2 separate regions of the Triticum aestivum genome follow, and region 1 is linked to region 2. The links are chromatin contacts, called in public Hi-C maps. All regions are on one chromosome and are shown on one strand. The core of a region is the stretch at or near the end of the contact, and the rest is flanking DNA. Distances in the headings are between cores, read along the strand shown. Region 1 holds the start of LOC123045864. Region 2 holds the start of LOC123045862 (phosphoglycolate phosphatase 1A, chloroplastic).

Region 1 (3,592 bases), core at 802-3,301, 170 kb after region 2:
CAAGGGGAAAACCGGTCAAATGCGATCAAGCGATCGTCTTCTACCTGGGCCGGCCCATGAGGGTGTGCATGTGGGCACAAGCACCGCCGATTAGGAGCTTGCCTAACATCTGGCTTCAAATAGGAGTTTTCTCTATTTTGATAGATTCGTTTATTCAAAACATTTTATCTCTTAAACAATGTGCCCAAATCGTGAACCATTTTCACTGTTGCATTTCTCGTGTAGATATCTTCAAAACGAAATCCCATATTAATATGTTCTGGCTAACTTTTTCATGAAAAAAAAGACGAGTCTGAAGAACGACCCCCTCCCCCACCGGCTTTTTTCCTTTCCGAGGGGCACAATTCTGCCTCTCGTGGAAGATTTTTTTTCCTTTTCATGAAGCAAAGGTGTGCCTTTTGCGGTAGCAAATCCGTGCCTTCATGAGAAACAAATTTGTGCCTCTCACGGAAGAAAAAATACGCGTTGTTTCCTTTTCCGAGAGGCACAATTGTGCCTCCGCGAGAAGAAAACCTATGCCTCCCGCAAAAGAAAAAAACATATTTTTCCCTCTCTTTTTGAGAGGATCTCTCATAGAAGCAAATTTGTGCCTCCCCGAGAAGCAAATATGTGCCTCTCATGAAAGAAGAAACCACATTTTTTTTTTCCAAAACCTAAGGAAGATCAGGCAAAAACTGAAAAGCCCCCCCCCCCCCCCCCCCCCCCCCAAAAAAAACCCCAGGTAAAACACGAAAGCGCGTACAAAAGTAAGTAGGAAAACCAAATCTCGAGGGAGCGCCCAACACGTGACACATGGCGACTGGCGCGCTCTAAGGCCACCAAAAAAGACCACCAAGGAGCTTGCGCAAGGGGTGCCATTCATTTAGTTTCTCCCATCTGTTGTGTTTAGGGGAGATAAGGTCCCATTGTGCTATTATACATGAAATATTAGAACGTAAAGCTTGTTTTCAATTTTGTAGTTTCATTCATAAACGTAGAAACAACAATTTCAAGGCCGATAATCTCGCCAAATTTGTCTGTAATCTTGTTATAGGCAAACATGTGTGGTTGGGCAATCTTCGTGACCCAACGGTTGTAATTGTGGACATCACTTTGAATAAACAAAGGTTGGTGAGGTTTCTCAAAAAAATAAATCTTCCGAGTTTAAAACAAACTTTTAAAAACTCTGTCGTTTTTTAAAGTTCTTTTTTGAGCCGTTCTTTTTTTAAGTTTAAAACAAACTTTCAAGAAGCACCATGGTATACTACTCTCTCCGTTCCTAAATATAAGTCTTTTTAGAGGTTTCAAATGGACTACCACATACGGATGTATGTAGACATATTTTAGAGTGTAGATTCACTCATTTTACTCCGTATGTAGTCACTGGTTAAGATCTCTAAAAAGACCTATATTTAGGAACGAAGGAAGTATAATTTAAAATATGATGAGTAGAGTCACGAAACAATAACTCAAGCCTTGATTATGTCCGTTTGGTTGATCAGAGTTGTTCACAAAAAAATATTGGTAAACAAAAAGGAAAAGGTAATAATATTTCTGATACGAACATGAGAGGAAGTAAAATCTATTCAACTGTAACACGTATTGTGTATCTATTTATTTATTATTTTCTGGCCAGTTAAATTGTTGTGACTGCACCATTGCAGCCTTTTCCCACTCTCTCATCGTGATGCCTAGCTAGCTTGCTAGCACTGCTCTACTCTGCATGTTACGGGAGTTCGCCGGAAATTTCTGGATAGCCACGGCAGATTCACGTGCGCACAGGGATAGGCAGCGGGGATGGAGCCCACAGCGAATCCTTGCAACATGGGCCGTCAGATAGATATATCCAACGATGTCTATGTGGCCACGTAGTCCTCCATCACAAGATGTTAAATATGAGCCGTTCGATTGAAAAGATCCAACGGTTCTTATGAAGTGCTACTCGGACACTATATAGGAGTATAGATTTTTTTTGGTCTGTTGGCGTGAAGTAGGCCCAGAACTAACCAACCAGCCCAAACGGGCTACATTGTACTAGTACACTGTACAGTACGGTTGTACGAAAAGGGTCCCCCTCTGTAGCGGAAAAAAACCGACGACGCAATCCAATCCTTCTTCTCCCCAGTCCGCCTCCCTCCGCAGTCCCCGCTCTCCGCCCACCGGAGAGCTCGTCGCGGCGCGGCGCGGCGGAGCCGAGCTCTACTCCTCTTCCCGTGCCTTTTTTTCCTCTCCCTCCCGAGTCCTCCCGACCTACCGACGCGGCTCTGAATCTCTTCTGTAGCATATCCCACAGGCTACAGCTGACGCCTCGATCCCGCCTCCGCCCCCACACGATCCGCCGTCACCGTTCTTCCTCGCCGGGACGTCGTGTTCCTGCTGTATCCACCCCGTCCGCAGTCTTTGGCCATTGGGTTTTGAGGTATGAGGTTTTACCCTCCACTCCAGCGATTAGATTAATCCTACTGACCTTCACAATTTCCGGGTGTCCTGGTGCGCACCCGGCACACCATCTAGATCTGCCGCCTGGCTGTCAACCTATGGGCTGTACGTTGTAGGGCTTTGCTTTGCCCGTGGCATGATTTTCTGCTTATTGGGTAGCACGTACATTTTAATTTTACCAGGATTCATGTTAAAGAGTATCGGGAATACAAGGGTAGAATGCTGCACTTCAGCCTGCATTGGTGTTAAAGTGTGATCTCATAACGGCTGGCTGTTGTATTTGCAGGCTTAGAATTCCTATAAAATTTATTTCAGGTGGGGCTCATAGGCTTCACCTGATCTCCATCATAATCCTCTCTGAACATCGGGAATTTTGCTCTACCTGGAAATTCCTTTTTCTTCTGCCCAAAATCCTTTCGCGCAGACTCAGTTCATTGTTTGGGAAATTGTTGACAACATACATGCTTAGTTTAGTTCGTACCTCTTAGCATTAGGGGATTGCGCTGGCCTATTCGTTCTATAGCAAGATTGTGACTTCTGGTGAATCATCTTGAGCACTGACTACATGTTATGCAAAACGGAGAAATTTATTCTTTTGAATTAGATTAGTTCAATTGATACTGTTCTAGTGTTGTAGGGTTGTGGATATTTGACATTCTTCTTCCTAATTCAGTATGTAACCATTCCTATTTTTAACCTCCAGATTTGGCTCTGGTTAATTCTAGAATTCAAGAAGTTGGAAACATGAGCTACTGCCAAGCTACAACGTACAAGCCTCTTGGTGGGCTCACTTTGGACAGACCATTAGGCCTTGGGAGAACTTGCAGAATACTTCCTCAACATCATTCTGTATGGCAACATTTTTCTAGATCTTGCAAGCTGCAAGAGAAAGTATATCCAAGGCTTGTTGTTGCTGCTTGCCATAAGAGGCTTGGTCCTGTATATGCCTCAAGTGGGAAGGGAAACCTTGATGTAAGTAGCATTCACAGCTTTCTTACTTTGTGATTGGTTTTCTATTGGAAACTTGCAACCTCCTTGCAGCTTAGCAAATTTGTCAAGTTTGACTTTGTTTGGGACAATGGAATTTTCTTATTGATGTTGTAGGAATGCTTTAGTTTCAGGAATTCCTCTTTGGGAAATAGTGATACGGTGTAAAATGGGGTGTGCTAGGCAG
Region 2 (3,089 bases), core at 77-2,576:
GTCATGCTCCATGTAGAAGCCAGGCTTCAGCTCAATCTTCTTGTCACCGTCTGTCTGCATGAGCACGGCAATATAATGTAAGTCCGGTAAGCTTTTCGGAAGTCTCACTCTCATCCACTCAAATCAGTTGATGCTGATTAGCATGCAACATTGGCTAAACCACAAGCTAACATGCTAAATTGCAGTTATGTTAACTAATCATGAATATCAAAGAGAAAGGAGTCACTCTTTGTTACATACAGGTCCACCGAGGTACTGAAAGCCAGCCAGCTCCAGCTCCTTGAGAATCCCTTCCTCTCCAATCACGTAAACCTGGACCGTAGAAATACTTAACTCTGCGCTTGATTTTTTTGTGCTAAATCATGTGTACCAATGCAATGCAGTCACATTTTCTGAAGATGGTGACTGATGTGTGCTACCTTCTTGTCTTTAGGGAAATCGATGGACTGCAGGTACGCAGCAGCTGCAAAGGACGAAGCAAATATCTCTTCCTGCGCATTGATCGTCCATTCCTCGTCAAGTTCGTTTTGCACTAGAGGAAATTGATCGATGGACAGAGACAACAGTTCATGGCAGGAATGGATACTACCTCGTTGACACTGAGGCCGAGCGTCTCGAACTTCTTCCCGTACTGCTTCCTCGACTTGGTCGAATTGTTGGTCACGAACACCAGCCTCTTGCCCTGCAGCACAGCAAAAGCTTGATGAAATCAGCAAGAAGCCATAGGAAGTTTGAGAAGATGATCCATTCTACGAATCTACCAGAGCCATTCACGGTCCACAGCAGACCTTTGATCTGAGCAGGTCGAGCGTCTCCGGCACGCCATCGATCAGCTTGTCACCCTTCCAAATCACCCCTACGCACAACAACAGCGACAGCGAGGAAAAGAGAGCCAACTCATTCAGGAAAAGCTGCAGCAAACTGGTAATTAAACCTTAGCGATCGATCAGTATCTCACCGTCGCAGTCAAATATGAATGTCTCTACAGAGTCAATAAGAGCCTCGGCGTCCTCCAGCTTCGCTGCAGGGACTGCCGCTGCTGCTGCCGCCATCACGGGCCGTCTGACAGTGCAGTTCGGCGATGCCGCGGTTAGGCTGCCGCCGGTGCGCAGGCTCCTTCCGAAGGACGCGGACGGCGGCAGCGCCTGCGACGACGGGGTAGCGGAGGAGGAGGTGGAGGTGGAGGGGAGGAAGCTGGGGGAGGCGCGAGCCAGGAGCATCTCTGCTTCGATGGTAGTATGTTTTTCCTTTGGAGATCGGGTGACTGGTTGGTGTGGTCTCGGTTTGGGCGATGTAACGGTATATGCCTATGTGGCTGTGCCATGGATGAATATTTCTCGTGTGCCGGCTGGTTGGTGTGGCGCGTCCATGGCTTGCGGATTTGTGGCTGGCAAGGCAAAGGGGAGGGATTGGGGTTGTGGCGTGGGCTAGTGTTGCTGTGGCTGTGGTTCGAGATAGTGTTTGCACTAGTACGAAGGTTGGGGGAAAACGAAACCGCGAATTAATAACTAGAGAAAACTGATTGAAATTAGACTTCGACATGCCATTTGGATCGAATGTCCACATTTGCTATCTATCCATCATAGCAGATACTTGTAGAATATTAGCTCCGTCCCAAAATACTTGTCTTGAATTTATCTAGATACGATGAACTCCCTCCGATTAAGTTGTACTAAAGCAGTGTTAGGATGTACTCCCTTTATCATATAGTATAAGCGTGTTTTTTACAAAGTGTAGTGTCAAAAACGCTCTTATATGATGAAATAGAGGCAGTACCAAATTTGTATCGTTATATAAGGGGGAGTCTGTTTCCAGGACTTGAATCCATGACCTCACTTCAAATTTGTATCATTATATCCACCATGAAAAATATTTTCATATTTTAGTTGCTTTGTATTGTAGATGTTGATATTTTATTTTATAATCTTTGTCAAACATATATAAGTTTATCTTACACGGAAATTAATACACCCTAAATATTCCGTGACGGAGGGAGTATGTAATGGGAGAATATCAGTTTAGAATCTTTGTTGGGTGCGGGCAAAGAGAAATACGAAGTGATGACTCGTAACTTGAGGAACCATTTCTAATCAGCAGACCTTCATTTCATACGAATTTGTATCCTTTCCTTGACGCGGTGTATAGTGCAAACCCTACTAGCTCGGTTATTGGAGGTGGAGAGCAAGTTTGAGACCGTATCCTGTGCACCTGCTCAATTGATGCAACGGATGCACCAGGTACACCCGAGCCATTGGATACATATCGGAAGGATTGAAGTAGGCTGAAGCATGGATTGGTGAAACATTTGCAGAGAAGACCTCATACTATGTCAAAAAACAATCCGTACTCCACTCTTTCCTCGCCCATCATTAACTCGGTGTTATTTATTTCATTCTCAAAACATAAATATCCTCATACATGTTGAACCGTACATCCGAATTTGGTATGTCTTTGACTACCATTTTTGTTTTGACAAGATGTTTAAACAAGATCAATGCCAAATGTTATTTTTTATTATTTTATTTTTAATGTCACCGTAACATATATATTTTTTGTCCCCACAAAAAACCATTTATATGTATTGTATTGAAACTTAGATGTACTTTATATGTTTTCAAACTCTGCCTCTCCCTCCACACGTCGATCCCATGTGCACATGCTTAAATTAAATTTCAAGTGAAGTTTAAGTTTTAAAATGTACAGAACTAATAATTGAACAACATATTCAACATTGATCTTGTTTCAAAGATCACATGAGCCGTGAAGACAAAGTTGACAATCAAAACAGATTCAAAAATCGGGTATTCAGTTCAAAGCATGTAACCATTTTTGTGTATGGGCCAAAAAATTAAACACATAAATTTATTGATGGAAGAATGTGATGTGCAGTGTGGGTCAAATATAATAAACCATAAGGTTGCTTCTGTAACTATAGTATGGTCCAACGTATGGCAAATTCTGTCACGTTGCATTTCTATCTAATGGCCCAAAACCTATTGGTACACCTGGTGCACAGATTTGGCCGGTGCACAGGATACGTTCTCCAGCAAGTTTGGCTTTAACTTTTTTTTTTGAGGAACCGGCATAAG

What was found. A called contact is a pair of places that touch in the nucleus more often than the background predicts.
Region 1: a contact with region 2 is called in a Hi-C map of leaf, with 2.5 times the contacts expected there. The contact joins the promoter of LOC123045864 here to the promoter of LOC123045862 in region 2. A contact is called at or near these places in 3 of 5 Hi-C or Micro-C datasets (all in leaf).

The regions. Positions count from the first base shown.
Region 1 is chr2B:531,292,223-531,295,814 of IWGSC CS RefSeq v2.1, forward strand. It overlaps LOC123045864, which reads left to right and starts at 2,052. Exons shown (of 4, transcript XM_044469087.1): 1 at 2,052-2,398; 2 at 3,122-3,390. The coding sequence starts at 3,163.
Region 2 is chr2B:531,119,073-531,122,161 of IWGSC CS RefSeq v2.1, forward strand. LOC123045862 (phosphoglycolate phosphatase 1A, chloroplastic) reads right to left here and starts at 1,327. Exons shown (of 11, transcript XM_044469084.1): 1 at 959-1,327; 2 at 789-856; 3 at 590-682; 4 at 420-491; 5 at 241-312; 6 at 1-54. The coding sequence starts at 1,220.